Linked DNA regions of Columba livia: region 2 is linked to region 1. A link is a contact called in public Hi-C data. All regions are on one chromosome and are shown on one strand. Each heading gives the region's core, a stretch centred on a gene start, on an enhancer-like site or on the middle of the called end of the contact. The rest is flanking DNA. Distances are from core to core; before and after follow the strand shown. Region 1 holds the start of FGF16 (fibroblast growth factor 16). Region 2 holds the start of ZDHHC15 (zinc finger DHHC-type palmitoyltransferase 15).

The links. A called contact is a pair of places that touch in the nucleus more often than the background predicts.
Region 2: a Hi-C map of crop shows a contact between it and region 1, with 2.9 times the contacts expected there. The contact joins the promoter of ZDHHC15 here to the promoter of FGF16 in region 1. A contact is called at or near these places in 2 of 2 Hi-C or Micro-C datasets (crop and liver).

What each region holds. Positions count from the first base shown.
Region 1 is chr12:18,038,848-18,042,445 of bColLiv1.pat.W.v2, forward strand. It overlaps FGF16 (fibroblast growth factor 16), which reads right to left and starts at 1,676. Exons shown (of 3, transcript XM_065078011.1): 1 at 1,171-1,676. The coding sequence starts at 1,675. LOC110354971 (a long non-coding RNA gene) reads left to right here and starts at 971. Exons shown (of 11, transcript XR_010475732.1): 1 at 971-1,279; 2 at 3,007-3,088.
Region 2 is chr12:18,225,970-18,229,567 of bColLiv1.pat.W.v2, forward strand. ZDHHC15 (zinc finger DHHC-type palmitoyltransferase 15) reads left to right here and starts at 1,541. Exons shown (of 12, transcript XR_010475730.1): 1 at 1,541-1,658.

The DNA of each region.
Region 1 (3,598 bases), core at 426-2,925:
AACACTTGCCCCACGAGCCTATTTGTACCTGACTCTGACCCACAGGTTATGGCTTTCTTGCCGATTTAGGCAGGGACACACTCTGCACACACCTGGCGTTTATGGAAAGCGCAATACGGAGATAAGCTTCCCCAATTGTTCCAAAAAACTCGCCTTAAACTACCAACAGCAGCAGCATTCCTGAAGTATCAGAAAGGATGGGTTGCAAACAAGTAAAGCCAAAAAAAGAATTCTTTTCACTGAGGAGTTAAATCACCTGAAAACTATAAAAACTCTTCCAAGCACTCCTTGCAACCTGTTGACAACACAGCTGAGATCACCGGTATGGGACTTGTTGATAGCTTGCACAGACACCTGCACTAGATGCTGAAGTAGCGGGAATTCTTCTTAGCTGTGCTCAAACTTACTGCACTTCTTTGCCTGTGGCTTGGGATGCATTTTTTGAAGATTACATACAGTCTCATTAGAGATCCCTGCTCTTGTGTGACACCGATACAGGCGCTGCAGTCTTCCAGCTGTATCCCAGGTGGCAAGGTAAATCCACGGTGCTCTGCCTATTGTTTCATCTTCTCCTTTCTTTCCGAGCTCCCCTAAGCATTTTTCCCGCTTCGGCTTCCACTTTCCTTCCCAACAACCTCCCCAGACTGAGCTCCTGACACCTATCCAGCAAGTGATCCCTGCCCGCTTTGCGGAGACACTCTTCTAATGAAATTCATGCAAGTAAAAGAAATCTGCTCACAAATATCTGCAGAGAGCAAAATTAAAACAAAACAAAACAAAAACAAAAACGAGGAGGGGGGGGAAAAAACCCACACAAACAAAAACTCAAAAAACCAGGACATGAAAAAGCTAGGAATTTCTTTTTCCAACGTACTCCCTCCTTTCTTCTGTCTCCCTCACACTTCAGAGGCACAGCTAGAGCTGGTTACCCCCCCACCTTTTTTTTGGGGGGAGGGGGGTTTTCCCCTGCTAAGGCACGTTTTTGTGCACCTGCAGGCTGAGCACCGGGAGAGTAGGAAATTGGAAATAAAAGCTCCCGCATTGCTGCGGAGTGAGCGCATTTCTTTAGGAATCTAATTATATCTGTCCCGGGATGATTTATATTAGCGGGGCAATGAGTTCGGTACGGGGCGCACCTGCTCCCGGCACCCACCCAGCCGCCCCTCTTACCGAAGCGGCTGTGGTCCTGCCGGGTGCCGTGCACCGTGCCGTTGGGGAAGATCTCCAGGTGGAAGCCGGTGCGGCAGTAGAGCTGCCGCCGCCGCAGGATGCCCTTGAGGTGAGCGAAGTCGGTGGGGGAGCCCCGCTGCAGCCGCCCCTCGATCTGCCCCAGGCGCTCGTTGAGGAAGCCGGGGGAGTCGGCGAGGGGCAGCCCGCCGCCCAGCGCGGGGGGGAAGCCGTGCAGGTCCGGGTCCAGAGCGCCCAGGAAACCGCCCACCTCGGCCATGGGGCCGCGGCCCGCGGGCGGGCGCGGCGCGGAGCGGAGCGGCCCCTCAGAGCGCGGGCTGCGGCCGCCCGGCCCCGCGCTGCCGGCCCCGGCCCGGCCCCGCGCTGCCCGCGCCTCCCATAGCTGGATGTGTCCCGCGGTCGGATGCAAACTGCACTTTATATACGTACACACTCCCCTTACATTGACATATTGGATATTTAAATGCAAGCCACACCTCACTGGCATCCTCTTTGGCTATTGCTTCCCCCCCCCCCTTCTTCTCTGATCCATTTGGCTTTTTTTTTTTTTTTCCTTTCAAGAAAAAAAAAAGCCAGCTTCACTCCCTCTTTTATTATGAAAAAAATGGCAGGAAAAAGCTACACATCGCAGTGAGGCATAACAGCTCTTGGCAGGTCCCCGCGAAGCCGCCGATGAAATCATGGAGCCCCCGCACGCAGCCGGGGATGCAGCGCGGCGCTCCCGCCCGGCTCTCCCGCCCCGCCGGCCGCCCCGGGCCGCTCCCGTCCCCCCGCAGCCGCGTCCCCGCAGACCCGGCTCGGAGGCGGCGGGTCGGGCAGGGTCTGTCAGGGTTCCCCTCTCCGCCCTTGCCCCCAAATGGACACGGGGAAAATAACACGTGAAGGGAGGGCTAGAGAGACGTTTTTCAGGTGAACGTGTGAAAATGGAAAGCGATCTTTTCGCAAAGCGATCCCGCGGGCGCTGCGGCCGGTTTGCAGGCGGCGGGAGGTGAGGGAAGGAGGGAGGGCGAGCGGCGCTGCCCGGGCTCCCTCCCCACCTTCCCCATGTTGGAAACAGGTGTTTCCGCGCTCTCCCCGGCCCGCCGACACCGTATCTGTGACGGCAGCTGCCGGCCGCGCTGCAGACAGACGGAGTCAGGCTCGGGGAGACGGGGGGGCCGGGCCGGGGGGACACAAACACAGACGGGCCCGGGAGGGAGGGCGCCCCCTCCGCTCCGGCCCCGTCCTGCCCGCCAGGCGGCGCTGCTGCTCGCGCCATGGCCGCCGCGCTCGCCCGCGGCGCAGGGGAGCGGACTGGGCCTTCATGGCCCTGAGGTAAAGTGTCTTCCATGCCCTGCTGGGAACCAGAGGCAACCACAGACAAACCCCCGAGTCACCAGCCCGCTGCTCTGGGGGTACCAGTCTCCAGAGCTGAGGTGCAGTTTGGTGCCCCTCTCAGCAGGTCACCCCTGCGGTGTGTCCCCACAGTGGTCTCATCTCAGTGGGGTCTCTCCCTCAGGGGAGATCCCCTCAGCAGGGCTCTCCTCAGCAGGGCTCTCCTCAGCAAGTCTGCCCCATGGTGGATCTCTGTTCTCTCAGCAGGTCTTTCACCTCAGAGAGTTCCCCACAGTGGGTCTCCCCCGTGGTGGGTATCCCCTCAGTAGGTATCTTCCTCCAGCAGGCCTACCCATGGTGGGCATCTGTCCCCTCAGCGCGTTTCTCCCCCACAGTGGGTTTCTCCCCTCAGGAGGTCTTGCCCTACAGCAAAGTGCTTCTCCTCACATCCACCCCAGCGTGAGGGTTCAAAGGGCCCTGACATGCAGCCTCCTTTCCCCGCAGGCCCGGGCAGTGCTTTGTTGTGAAGATAGGAAGGGAATTGTGATATGACGACATGGAACACCCACACATGTGTCTGCAGAAGGTGAGGAATCTGGTTTTTTAAATGGGAGGTGGTTTTTCCTGTCAGAGCTGTGGCTGTAAAACGGGTGTGTTTGATGCAGAACTTGACACATGAAGCCTAAGCCATGTTTTTTTTATAGAAATATCGTCTGCTCTAGAGGTAGTAAAATCTACAGAAGTGTGTTTTTTGGCTATTTGTTTGTCATGTCTGGTTACATGGAGATACAACTATCTGAGGAGTTCAAGCATCCCACTGCAAATATTATTATATTATTTCTGTAGTATCTATATGAAGACTCAGGTGTGATGAGATAACTGAGGGAAATAAACTGTGCTTTGGTGAAAATTAGAGAGGTCCAAGGTGTGGGGGGGTGGACACAATGATGGGGCACCCCAAACCCGGAATCGCTATTAAGGACATAATCCTGTAAATGCTGTGAATTTAATGCACAAAATTCATATAATGTGAATCATCCCACTACAATCAAATACACTGTTCTGTATAGCCTGGTTTTACTGAAGTAAATTTGAG
Region 2 (3,598 bases), core at 291-2,790, 190 kb after region 1:
CAGCTGGGAAAGTCTTACAAATTCTGAGGGGAAAAGAAAATGAAGAACAAAGAGGTGACTGGAAAATGTGGTAAATCACAGCAGGGTTGTATCAGAAGTACTTTCTGTTAGATAAATCGTTCTCTTGATGAGAAAACTAATTTCCCTAATGGGGCCAATATAGTAGATTTAATTAACTGCAGCCTTAACTGAAAAGGCATTACTGCATGTGGGAGTGAAGGGGATTCCTCCGGGAATTCAGAGGGGATTGTGGAGCAGACTGGAGGCGGGGGGGCTCTTTGTTGTTGATTTTGGTTGGTTGGTTAAGGTTTTTTGTTTGTTTGGTTGTTTGTTTGTTTAAATTTTGTCATTGTCATTTGTGGATTGCTTGTTTTTTTTAAATTTTCTTTGTTTATTCTATGGGGTTTTTTCTTCCTTTCTTACATTAAATGCCCCATTCCCAGGCTGTTGGAGGGGACACTCATTCTGTCCCACTGGTTGTCTTGAATCTGATCTTCCCCTGTATGCTCACCAGTGACCCAGGTTTGTGCTGAGGAAATTCGAGAGCAATACAAAGAAAACCAACATAAGCTTAATAGAACAAGGTACCAAATTGCATGATTAACAACAAAAAGAGCTTTCAGGGTAAAGATTTATCAGTCCAAGAAGATGCTCAGGCTAGTGTGTGTTATGGTACCTGCAAAGCACTTTTGCTACAGCAGGGACTTGGTTAAGCTGGACCACATGGAGAAAATTAAAACAAGTGCCAAAATGTTCAGGTTTTGAACTAGTTTACCTGGAATATTGTGTCCAGTTGTGGCCCCTCAGTTCCAGCAGGACAGGGAACTGCTGGAGAGAGTCCAGCGCAGCCACCAAGATGCTGGAGGGAGTGGAGCATCTCCCGTGTGAGGAAAGGCTGAGGGAGCTGGGGCTCTGGAGCTGGACAAGAGGAGACTGAGGGGTGACCTCATTAATGTTTACAGATATATAAAGGGTGAGTGTCAGGAGGATGGAGCCAGGCTCTTCTGGGTGACAACCAGTGACAGGACAAGGGGCAATGGGTGCAAACTGGAACACAGGAGGTTCAACTTAAATATGAGAAGAAACTTATTCTCAGTGAGGGTGACAGCACTGGCCCAGGCTGCCCAGGGAGGTTGTGGAGTCTCCTTCTGTGCAGACATTCCAACCCGCCTGGACACCTTCCTGTGTAACCTCATCTGGGTGTTCCTGCTCCATGGGGGGATTGCACTGGATGAGCTTTCCAGGTCCCTTCCCACCCCTGACACTCTGGGATTCTGTGATTCAGTAGCCTGAAGAAGAAGAGAACAGGGACTGTATGGACCGCGCCTCCGTGCGGGGACGGGGACCCGCTGGTGACACCGCGAGGGACGAACCGCGAGCGGGAACCACGTGCAGCAGATGGGGCCCTTTCCCGCTCCGCCAGGGGGCGCCGCGCCCAGCCCCGCCCCGCCCCGCCCCGCCCCGCCCAGGCCGCTCAGCCGATCGCCGATCGCCTCCGCCCTCCCGGCGCGCAGCCGCTGCCGGTGCGGCCCGAGCGAAGATGGCTGTGTCGCGGGGGCTGCGGCGCTGCCAGCGGGCGTTCGCCTGGCTGCCCGTCCTCATCATCGCCCTCGTCGTGCTCTGGTCCTACTACGCCTACGTGTTCGAGCTGTGCCTGGGTGAGCGCCCGGCGGGGCGGGGGGAGCGGGGCCCTGTCCTGTCCCGCCCCGCGGGGACCCGCCCGGCGCTGCCCCGGTTGGCCTGTGCGCCCCGGGTCGGAGTCCCGGCCGGTGCCCGCGGGACACGGCGCACAGCTCCGGGATGGGGAGTTGGTTTAGTTTCCTTTCTCCTCCGTGTGCGAGCGGGAGGTGCCGGGGGCGGGCCAGTGGTGCCACCTGCTCCCATCGCAGCAGCGCATCCGGTGGCCAGGAAACACCGAATCGCTGGTCAGGGCCATTGTGGGGTTAATTAGTGCGGGTTTTATGGTGTGCTGCCCAGTGCTGCTGTAAGATCTGTACCCTGGCTGGGCCGGGTGGGTGTTGTGGGCTCTTTTATTTAGTCAGGAGTCTGTTGGGTGATGCTGGAGACTGGGAGGTTTATACCCACGGTGAAAGTCCCTGTTGTTGCTGTAAGATGATGTTTAGACATGATTTCTGGTTTAAAGAGTGACAAAAATCAGTATGTGCCCTGCACTGTAGTCATGTTTGTAGATACGTAAAGGGTGAGTGTCAGGAGGACGGAGCCAGGCTCTTCTCGGTGACAACCAGTGACAGGACAAGGGGCAACGGGTGCAAACTGGAACACAGGAGGTTCCACTTAAAGATGAGAAGAAACTTGTTGGGGGTGAGGGTGGCAGAGCCTGGCCCAGGCTGCCCAGGGAGGTTGTGGAGTCTCCTTCTGTGCAGACATTCCAACCCGCCTGGACACCTTCCTGTGTAACCTCATCTGGGTGTTCCTGCTCCATGGGGGGATTGCACTGGATGAGCTTTCCAGGGCCCTTCCCGTCCCTGACATTCTGGGATTCCACAATTCTGTGATTTTTTAATATTCTGATAAAGTAAAACATAGGTTACGTGAAATCACACTCATGACTCAACTTGTTCCAGCAGCATGAAAAACAGTGCATTTTAGAAATAAAATGTTTAGTGCTTGTGTAGCTTAATGTGGCAATTTAACTGTGGAATAAGTTGCAAACTGCCTCGTGTTTATTTTATTCTGGTTTGGTGTGTGTGCAAAGACCTGTTACTAGAAGAAAGGATTGCTGGGTCTGGTGGAGGGAGGAGCTGGTAGCCTGGACTTTGGAAATGGTGAGGAGGAACGTGTGGCTCTTTCTCCTCAGGACGGGGAAAGCCAGGTAAATGAAGCCAGAGTTCTCAGGACAGAAGTTTGAGACCTTGCTGTGGAAAGATCTGCCTGCTGGTGCTGCACCGCACATTTAAATCAGATTTTTGTTAGGGTGCCTAATGCAGCAAGACCTATTGTTTTTTCCTCAGTGGAGACTCAAATGAAAAGCAGCTGCTCCAATCTAATTGGCAGCTAGGCAAAAGCCCCAAATTCTTCATGACATTTTATTCCATCTCTTAGATTGTGGGCTGTTCCAAAAATTCACATAGAACGATATCTCCGAGGTGTATGTAACTGTCAGTTAGAGAATGTGCCCAAAAAATCAGGATTTTTCAGAAATGCTGTCAGTCTTTTGAAATATGCTTTGTTTGCAGTTCTGTGCAAATTCAGTGATATTTAACGCTGGTTAATTCTAAGTTTCAATGCAGATATTAGAGAAGACTCTGCTGGTGTAAGTAAGGTTTTGGTTGGGCCTGTGTTGTTCTGCAGGAGCTCATCTTGCTGCCTGGAATCACTGCTTGAAATCACTCCTTTGCCCACACCCCATCTTTCTCTCTCATGCATTTTATTTATGTGTGGAGGAGGTTATCTATACTGAAGTTGAAACGACTAATTATGTTAGGATTTGAACATCAGCTGTTGGTATATGCAGTTACTTGAAAACCAGCTCTCAGGACGTTCTCTGGTTTCCAGGTTTCTGACATAGCAAGGCTTTTCTTTTATTTTCAGGTTTCCGCTGTGTCCTGCCACTTCAGCTGTTGCAAATGTATAAATA